3 separate regions of the Mus musculus genome follow, and regions 1 and 2 are each linked to region 3. A link is a contact called in public Hi-C and promoter capture Hi-C data. All regions are on one chromosome and are shown on one strand. The core of a region is the stretch at or near the end of the contact, and the rest is flanking DNA. Distances in the headings are between cores, read along the strand shown. Region 1 holds the start of Edaradd (EDAR (ectodysplasin-A receptor)-associated death domain). Region 2 overlaps Ryr2 (ryanodine receptor 2, cardiac). Region 3 holds the start of Mtr (5-methyltetrahydrofolate-homocysteine methyltransferase).

The links. Promoter capture Hi-C pulls out the DNA fragments that hold promoters and counts their contacts. Hi-C and Micro-C count contacts between places; a contact is called where the count stands out from the background.
Region 1: a promoter capture Hi-C map of pre-B cells shows a contact between it and region 3, with 2.5 times the contacts expected there. The contact joins the promoter of Edaradd here to the promoter of Mtr in region 3. A contact is called at or near these places in 8 of 39 promoter capture datasets (the C10 cell line, cranial neural crest, embryonic stem cells and 4 more) and 1 of 9 other capture datasets (liver).
Region 2: a Hi-C map of cortical neurons shows a contact between it and region 3, with 2.2 times the contacts expected there. The contact joins the enhancer-like site here to the promoter of Mtr in region 3. A contact is called at or near these places in 1 of 39 promoter capture datasets (hippocampal neurons), 2 of 15 datasets of contacts at CTCF or cohesin (large pre-B cells and pro-B cells), 2 of 484 Hi-C or Micro-C datasets (cerebral cortex and cortical neurons) and 4 of 115 datasets of contacts at active chromatin or transcription factors (embryonic stem cells, large pre-B cells, pro-B cells and 1 more).

What each region holds. Positions count from the first base shown.
Region 1 is chr13:12,519,161-12,521,860 of GRCm38.p6, reverse strand. It overlaps Edaradd (EDAR (ectodysplasin-A receptor)-associated death domain), which reads left to right and starts at 1,411. Exons shown (of 6, transcript NM_133643.4): 1 at 1,411-1,943. The coding sequence starts at 1,913.
Region 2 is chr13:11,762,772-11,765,471 of GRCm38.p6, reverse strand. All of the region lies in intron 27 of Ryr2 (ryanodine receptor 2, cardiac), which reads left to right. Among named protein-coding and RNA genes, the nearest start is that of Ryr2, 340 kb to the left of the region's middle. Within about 2 kb of position 1,326, at least 8 of the 459 cell types and tissues checked have an H3K27ac peak or open chromatin away from gene starts, as enhancers often do. A contact at or near this core is called in cortical neurons, where this site is marked.
Region 3 is chr13:12,256,854-12,259,553 of GRCm38.p6, reverse strand. Mtr (5-methyltetrahydrofolate-homocysteine methyltransferase) reads left to right here and starts at 1,441. Exons shown (of 33, transcript NM_001081128.3): 1 at 1,441-1,692.

The DNA.
Region 1 (2,700 bases), core at 162-2,661, 260 kb before region 3:
AACCTCAGAAATGAATTCCATCTCTGCGTGGAGTATAGAAGGAACCACAGACCAAACCTCAAAGTAGACTCCCTGAGAAAATACCCTTTCTAAATTAATTTCCCTACCTTACCTGAGCCTTTGTGGCCTCCTCTCTAAAGACCCAACTCTTCCATGGCAGCATCTTATGGAGAATACAAACCAACCCCAAGAGTGCCGTGAGCCTCAGAACCACAGAGCAGCCTGGGGGGCACCACAAAGATACATTGGCATTTGCTGTCTCCCTGAAATGTTCAGTTTATTAATTAATCTGAATTGGGTAATTTGTTAATGAAATTGTCCAGCAAATACTGAAATAATCTTTCTTTTCTTACTTCCTCCTCCTCCCCCCTTCCTCCTCTTTTTTAATAAAGCCCCACACCATAAAGTTCTTGGTGGTCTCAAACTCCAGACTCCCCTCCTGCCTCAGTCTCTTGTGTGCTGGGATTACAACGTATATCATCAGGCTGGGGCTTATGCATGCCAGGCACTCTACTACTGACCTACATCCTTGGCTGGCATCTCCTTTAAACTCCTTTTTTAAAAAGAAAATAGTTCTATGCTTATGTCCAAGGCAGATATAGATTATGTGCTTCCTTTCAGAGATTCCTATTAAATGTAACGTGTCTGTAACCTTTGTATATGGCACATAGTGAAGATGCTGCCACTAGAGCTGGAGAGGCAGCTTAGCCTTGAAAGTGCTACCACTTTTGCAAAAGACCCAAGCTCAGTTCCTAGCAAGGCCACAACCACCAGCAACTCCACCTTTAGGGGAGCTACCACCGTCTTCTAGACCCTGTAGGCACTGTACTTGTGTGTTCATACCCCTCACCCCCAATATGATTTAAAAAATAATAGAAATAACTTAAACTTTTAAATAAAATATAGCCATTTTAAAAGATCAGATTCGCCATGCAGTGGTGGCACATGCCTTTAACCCCAGCACTTGGCAGGCAGAGGCAGGTGGATTTCTGAGTTCTACAGAGTGAGTTCCAGGACAGCCAGGGCTATACAGAGAAACCCTATCTCGAAAAAACCCAAAAAACAAAAAACAAAAAAATAAAAAAATAAAAGATCAGATTCTCTGCTCTTAATTAGAATAAAATCCCATTTAAGCTAAATCTTAATTCGTTTAAGGGCCCATGGGTTCTGCATTTCTAACAGAACCGTATACTGTTTTTTTGGTTTTTGCTTTTTCCTTCAGAGGAGTAAACCAGAGACCTCAAGACTGACTTTTCTTCCCGCTCCTTTGTGTAGTGCTCACCCAGGAGGTCAGGCAGTAACTAATGCCAAAGAAACATCAAATTAGAAAGTGCTAGCGTGTGCGGTCATGCCGCCGTTCAGGCTGCCTGAAGATTAGGAAACTGTTCAAACATCAAATCGCCGGCAGGCGTCTCAGCCCGGGCCTGTGCAAGGAGCACGCTGGGAGTGCTTTGGTGTCCCAGCTGAGGACGAGATTAGGAGCCGGGAAAGCCACCCGCGCGTGCGGCAGCCAGGGGAAGGCTAGCTGAAAGGCTCTCCCAGTTGCGATCGCGTGGGACCTCCGTGGTAAGACCAGGGTTCTACGCCCTAGGTACCAGCAGGGCAAGTGCTCCGGGGGCCCCTCGGTGTCCTCTCGTGCCCAACCGCAACCCACGGAATCCTCTCCAGAGTTCTGGAGAGACTCGCGCCGGGAAGGGGCTTTGCTAATTGCAGGAAGTGAGCACGAGGAAGAAGTGGCAGAGATCAAGAAGAGGAAAGGGAGGAGGAGGAGCAGCAGCAGCAGCAGGGCAGAGCGCAGACAGAGTCGCGCATTACCACGCAAGAGGTTGGGTCCCTGCGATCCTGCTGTTCTCAGGGGTCCTAGAGACTGTCCACCCCTGCTCGGACACTCATCTGTCCTCTCCTGGTCTTCATGGCTTCTCCGGACGACCCTCTGCGCTCAGGTAAAGCGGCAAGGTGCCGCGCCCTCACTTGGGGTGTGACCACCAGCTGGATTAATGAGACTGAAAGACTGAACTTCAGTCATCCCCTGGGAGCGGTTTTTTTTTTCTTTCTTTCTTCCTTCCTTCCTTTCTTTCTTTCTTTCTTTCTTTCTTTCTTTCTTTCTTTCTTTCTTTCTTTTTTTTTTTTTTTTTTCTTTTGGACACCAGGGCGCCAGATGTGTGTCAGGCTGGATGGGAACAGCTGCGGCACGCGTCTTACCTCTCCCGATCCTACCCCTGCGCTTGCCCCTCTGTGAGCAGCAGCTGATCGCTCGCTTCCTGCACACTGCAAGGTGTGCGTGGTCCCTCTCCCCACGCGGAGGCCCGGCCGAGCGCTTTTGTTCTGGGCCACGCGGGTGCCTGGTTGAAACAAGTCAGCCAACCTTTGATAGAAAAGAACATAGGAGGGAGGATTCTGCACCCCCTTCCTTCCAGGCTCTCCCTTGCTTTCCACTCGCACATTTCCTTGTTCGTCTTCTCCCTCCTAGCTTCACTTTGCTGAGATGTGTTTGCTTCTGTGCAAGTCTTAACCTCTCCGAGCCACTATTCAACTATTATACTGTCCACAGAGCCACGAGGCTGAGCCCACATGCGCAATCCCCACCTGTGGAGGTCTCTAGTCCCCGTAGTACATTAAAAATGTGCTTTGATATCTGAGGTCAGAATCTAGATTTTTCTATCGCTTCTCCCTCATTTAAGGAAAATTCCTTTAAACGTC
Region 2 (2,700 bases), core at 77-2,576, 490 kb after region 3:
AATAGGCAAGAACTGAGGGCTGGTTCTCTTGAAAGACCCACAACGTGAGGACTCCCCCACATTCTGACTCAGGAGAGGCAACAATCCAAATCACTCACAAGAAACGGGCTTGCTGCAAACTACAAGAAGACTTTTATTCAAGAGCGCTCTCGGGCCCACGATCATACACCACGCAGGGGTAGAGGACCGTGGTGCCCAGAGTAGCTGGGTAAGGGGTTATTTAAAGGAAGAAACCACAACTCAAGGAAGTGGGGAGGGCGTTGTTGGAAAATACCAAAGATACCAGTTAAGAGTCCCAAGGAAGTGCAAAGTCACAAGAGTCACAAGGAATACCTGGTAATTGTTCGGGTTATCTCTCAAGACAGTTTCTAAGAGCCCCTAACAATAGCACATTCTTTGAATGAACACTCTTTGAACCCAGGAAGCGGGTGGGTGGAGGAATGTTGCTATCTGTTTTATGATTAGCATACCTTGGAGCATTGAGTCACAGAGGTCACATTCCCAAGCCTGGGCCTAAAGGCCTAGAATTTTGTTATATATTTGTTATACTTTCACTCTAACCACAGTGCCTAGAGATGGAGACAGGTCCATCCCAGAAGCTTGCTGGTCAGCTAGTCTAATAGCCAGAGAGCTTCAGGTTCAGTGTGACATCCTGGGTCAGAGAAATATTATATTATAAAAGGAGACACCTGACAGAGACATCTGAGCTCCACATGCGTGAGCACATTCTTGAATACCCCACCATGTACATACCTACACGTGAATACATACAAACACACAGAGAAACAGTTGACCACTTACTGCCTTTCTGAAATCACATAAGCGGTGACCAATGAGGCGAAGTTTGTGTTCTGTTGCAATAGGAGGTTCAATTATGTTTCTCATGTATGGCTACACCCTTGAACCTAATAATATGTCTCCCTCATAGGAGATTACACACAGCACATTACAAAAAGTAGGTACAAAGGATTAACTCACCCATGTGAGGTATCGTTTATGGGAGACATTGTTTTCTGAGTTAGAATCTGAACCAATCAAAATATCAGCAGTTATCGATCACAGTGAGACATTTTCATCCAGAGAGTGTGTATGGCATGATTGCACACAGAAAGGCCCGAGAAATGGTTCTGTCCTTGGGCCAAATGTAGGGCACAGGTCAGGAGACAGCAGCCACTCATGAAGGGAAGATAAGGCAAAAGTTGGAATATATTGAACCCCTAGCTAAGATTTGTGGAGATATTTGAGCAGAGGGTACCAGCCCCAAAAGTTGTCCTGCAGGAGCTTGCTATGCCATCCCAGTTTACTGTAGAAATGTAACTATGGTAACAGAGAGAGGGGACAGATTGGTGGGGGAGGATGCTGGGAGGGGTAGGGACTACTTGGGAAGCCTTTGGGAAAAGGCTGTGATTTTTCTAAAGTAGAGATTAAAAGGTGTGAAAGATTTTATGGTGAAACACCACATCAGCCTCGTGATTGCTTAGATTCGATTAAAAGCATCAATTTGTGGCCGGAAAGGCAGCTTCTGGGTAAAACAACTGCTTCGGAAAGCCTGAAGACCAGAGTTCAGGCTCTGGAAGCCCTGTTAATATAGGCGAGAATTAGACTTCCCAGAGCTGCCTTCTGACTCCCATATGCACGCACACGTTAACAATAAATACTTTTTTAAAAAGAAACATTTGTTTGTAACTTACTCTTCTGCTGTGGTTTACATTTGATTAAATTAAATGAAGAAAAGGTTGCAAACATCAAGCCTAACTTTGTGCAATTGGTTATAGCTCTTGATTTATTCTCCACTTTTCAGGAGAAGGCTCACATATTCCAAATGAAACATGCATCAGTATTTGAGTTGTGTGGTACCTTAGCAGTATTATTCTCAATGATGTATTAAAACATCTGAAGTGGAATGTGTTCTTATTCATTACAAGATTTTTATCGAGATCTGAATCACTCTACTAAATGTAATGCCTGGAAGTTGAAAGGGCGGCTGGTTTGGTACCAGTTATTTTTAAAGTATGATATAAATACACCTGGCACATTCTAGATAATGTATAAAACTTTTAGAGACTAATGGTGCCTTCCTTGATCCTGGGTGTAATTTGTCATTTTCAAACATAGTTAGGTCTCACTGCCCTCTAGTGGTTGGTGGCTTCTAAGCCTGTGGTCTGGTGAGAAAATTGGACATTAGAATATAACCCAAGACTTTACCCTCAATCTTGCCCATCAGTCACCATCTACCCACTCTTTCCTGCTCTGTGGGTCCAGGGAACACAGCCTCTGATCAGATCTATTGCCCAACTTTCTTGATTTGAGTCCCAATAGCCTTGATTATGTCCAGGAGAAAGGTACCCGCTAAAGGGTTCGTTATTTTTAGTGTCAAGTATTCTATTTATTATTTGAATATAAACATCATTTGTCACACTCACACAAGTTAGAGCTGCATACTAAGTGTCTATGAATCAAGCACGGTGTGGGCTTTTCTACTTGGAAAGGAGTTCTGTGTCTTTGATAGGGATGTGACTCTTTGGCCTTCCTTTGGTCTGGTGCTTGAAGCTGGGGGGAATCTGTTTCTCAAGCCAGCTCAGCAGGCGCTTGAGCTCATGTGTTGCAGGCTCCAAATACACCAAATATAGTTTAGATTGCTTGGTTTCTCTAATTCCAGTTGATCCAGATTTTCATTTTATCTGAAGTTTGTTTGTTTTT
Region 3 (2,700 bases), core at 192-2,691:
AGCCAGGCCCAGTTAAATGTTGTTTTTTATAAGACTTGCCTTGGTCATGGTGTCTGTTCACAGCAGTAAAACCCTAACTAAGACAGGTGGCTACACCATGTGGTGAGGAACCATGGTCACTCCTGTGCCAGGGAAGACATCTCATACCTTCAGCACTTCTCACAATGTAACTGCTTTAGTCATATTCACCTGAAGTTGCAGTTTAGACACATGTTTTTGGGGTGTCTTTCTGGTGTCAAAACTTTTGAGGCACTTTTCAAATTTAATAAGGAACCATGTAAGGGTAGCAGCCCCTCCCTAAAGCATTCTGAGGTAGGGGGTATCCATTCTTCAAATGAATGTGAGTGAAGCAGCCCAAGGTGCTTCCTTAATTCCTCTGGAGTGATGCTGTGCCATGCTGGTCTTTGCTTCTAGTAATAAAACATCAAATTAGGTTTGGAGGGAACTTTGATCTTCCTAAGGGAAAAAAATGTTATGTTTTATTTGTGTATTTCCTCTGACTAAAAAAAATATACCCTTCCTTTAAGACCCAACTACTTTGTTTGTTTGTGTGTGTGTGCGTGTGTGCATTGTATGCATGTCTGTGTGCTAAGATAAATGAGCTCCTGTATTGCAGAGCCCAAAGGAGACCATCTGTATTCTCCTTTCTCACTATCCACCTTATTTCTTTAGCCAGGATTGTTTTCTGAACCTGTAGCTCACTGGCTTTTCATTCAGACTGGCAGCTAGCAAAACCCAGGAATCTTCCCGTCTCTGCCCCAGATACTTATTTGCCTTAGAATACCATAAACCCTTTGGGATGTTTCCTACTTTCTTCTTTCCATGTTTAATTATTTGTGCAAGTTCTTACTGGCCCACTTGTGCTATCCAAGTGTGTATCTCAACTTGAGTGTTTTACTCAGTAAATGTTTAGTATCAGTGTGGCCATTAGCATCTATAGTGCCTCATAATTTCCATAGTGTACTCACGGGTTCTTTTTTTAACCCCTGTTGCAAGCCTATAAATTAATAGTCACTTTCATTCTAGTCTTTCTTTTCTGTGGATGAGGGAGACAAGATATTTAGTGTCTGCAAAACTAAGCTACAATTAATTTTCTGACTTCAGATTCCTGGCCCTTGATACTCCACCACTGATGAGAGCCAATACTATAGTATGAATTTTTCGACTAGAACTTGGAGAGGTCTTTGGGAACCATTTCCAGAACTCAGGGAAGAGACGCTCTGGTCTCCATAGGGACCCAGTACTCAGGACTACATCTCCCATAGGGCCACGGAGCAAAGCCTCCGGCGATTGGGTAACGACCAACAGCCTATACACGGCGGCGAGGAGCTGTTGAGGGCCAATCACATGCCGGGAAGGGGGCGGGCCCTCCTGCCGGAGGCTAGATTGAGCGGAGAGCTAACGGCGCAGTGGCGGCGGCGGCCGTCTCTACGTCGTCAATTCCTTTAGTCTGTCGCTGCGGCCTTGCTCTGTAGCGGGGAGCTCTGCGCTTGGGAGTTCCGTAAGAAGCGCGTGCCCGAGGCACGGTACCCGGAGGCCCGGTGTGTCGGCTCTGGAGCTTCGGGGATCTTGTCAGTTCGTCAGGCCAGAAAACGCTGGCTGGAGCCGCCCGCGGTGGAATTCTTTGGAGATCAAGCCTTCCCTGCTTGAGGAGGACTCTTGGCGGCGCGTCGCCTGCGCTGTTGTCACTCGGTAACTCCTCCATCCAGGTCTAGCGGTTCTGTGGGTGCCTCGGCTCTCCAGGAGTTTCTCCTTCGGAGACCCAGCCTGGAGTTCGGGGGGGACGCGGTCCTTGCTGGGTCTCTTTCTTCACTCACCCGCACACGCTCGGTCCGGTGGCGGAGCGACGAGCGCTGCCTTTAGCGCTGCAACTTCTAGCAACAACTTCCCGCGGGGCTCCTGGGAAGTTCTGCATGATATAACTGTATTCAGTAAATGTTTACGGAAAGCTGTCTGCCCGAGACGAGTTCAGATGCTGGGAGGCCGGTAAGGCAGCCTAGACAGTTGAACCACGTGGGGTTTTAATTTCCTTTTCTACTCTTTACTTTTGGAAACTCTGGCTTTAGCTTGACGGTTGCCTGACTGGACTCTCAGTACCCAGGAGTGGGGATGGAAGGCAGAATAGTAATCGCAAATTACTCGGATATTGGTGGCTCTGGCCTCCACAATGAGAAAAGACACAAAGGGAGTATAATTTCAGTTTTGAGTGTCTTAAAGATTTGGAGAGAGATTCCTATAAGACGTGTGAGTGAGGTAAGACGTAGAGTCGAGAGAATTAGTAATAAGGACATCAGGTTGTGCTTGCCCAGCGGACAGGAAGCTCTGGTTTAGTTAATCCCTAGCTCTGCATAAAGCTAGACTCGAAGGGGTTTACGTCTAAGGCTATTCTCTGGAACACAATGAGTTCTGGACCAGCCTCGGTAACATGAGATCCTGTTTCTTTTTAAGACAGAACAGTGAGTATGGTGTGGCATAGTGTGTAGCCCTAGGAGGAGGGTGAATATCTGACAAATAGGGCTGGTAGAATTGTTCTTGAAACCAGTGGGACATTGCCCGGCAGCACATTGCTGTTGCTATAAAAAAAGATCGCTCTTTTTCATAGAGTTACGGCATGGTTATTTAGTCTTTTAGGGCTTCAGGCTTCTTCCTTTCTTTTTAGAAAAAGAAGAGTAATTGAATATAGTTATTGCTGCAGAAAGC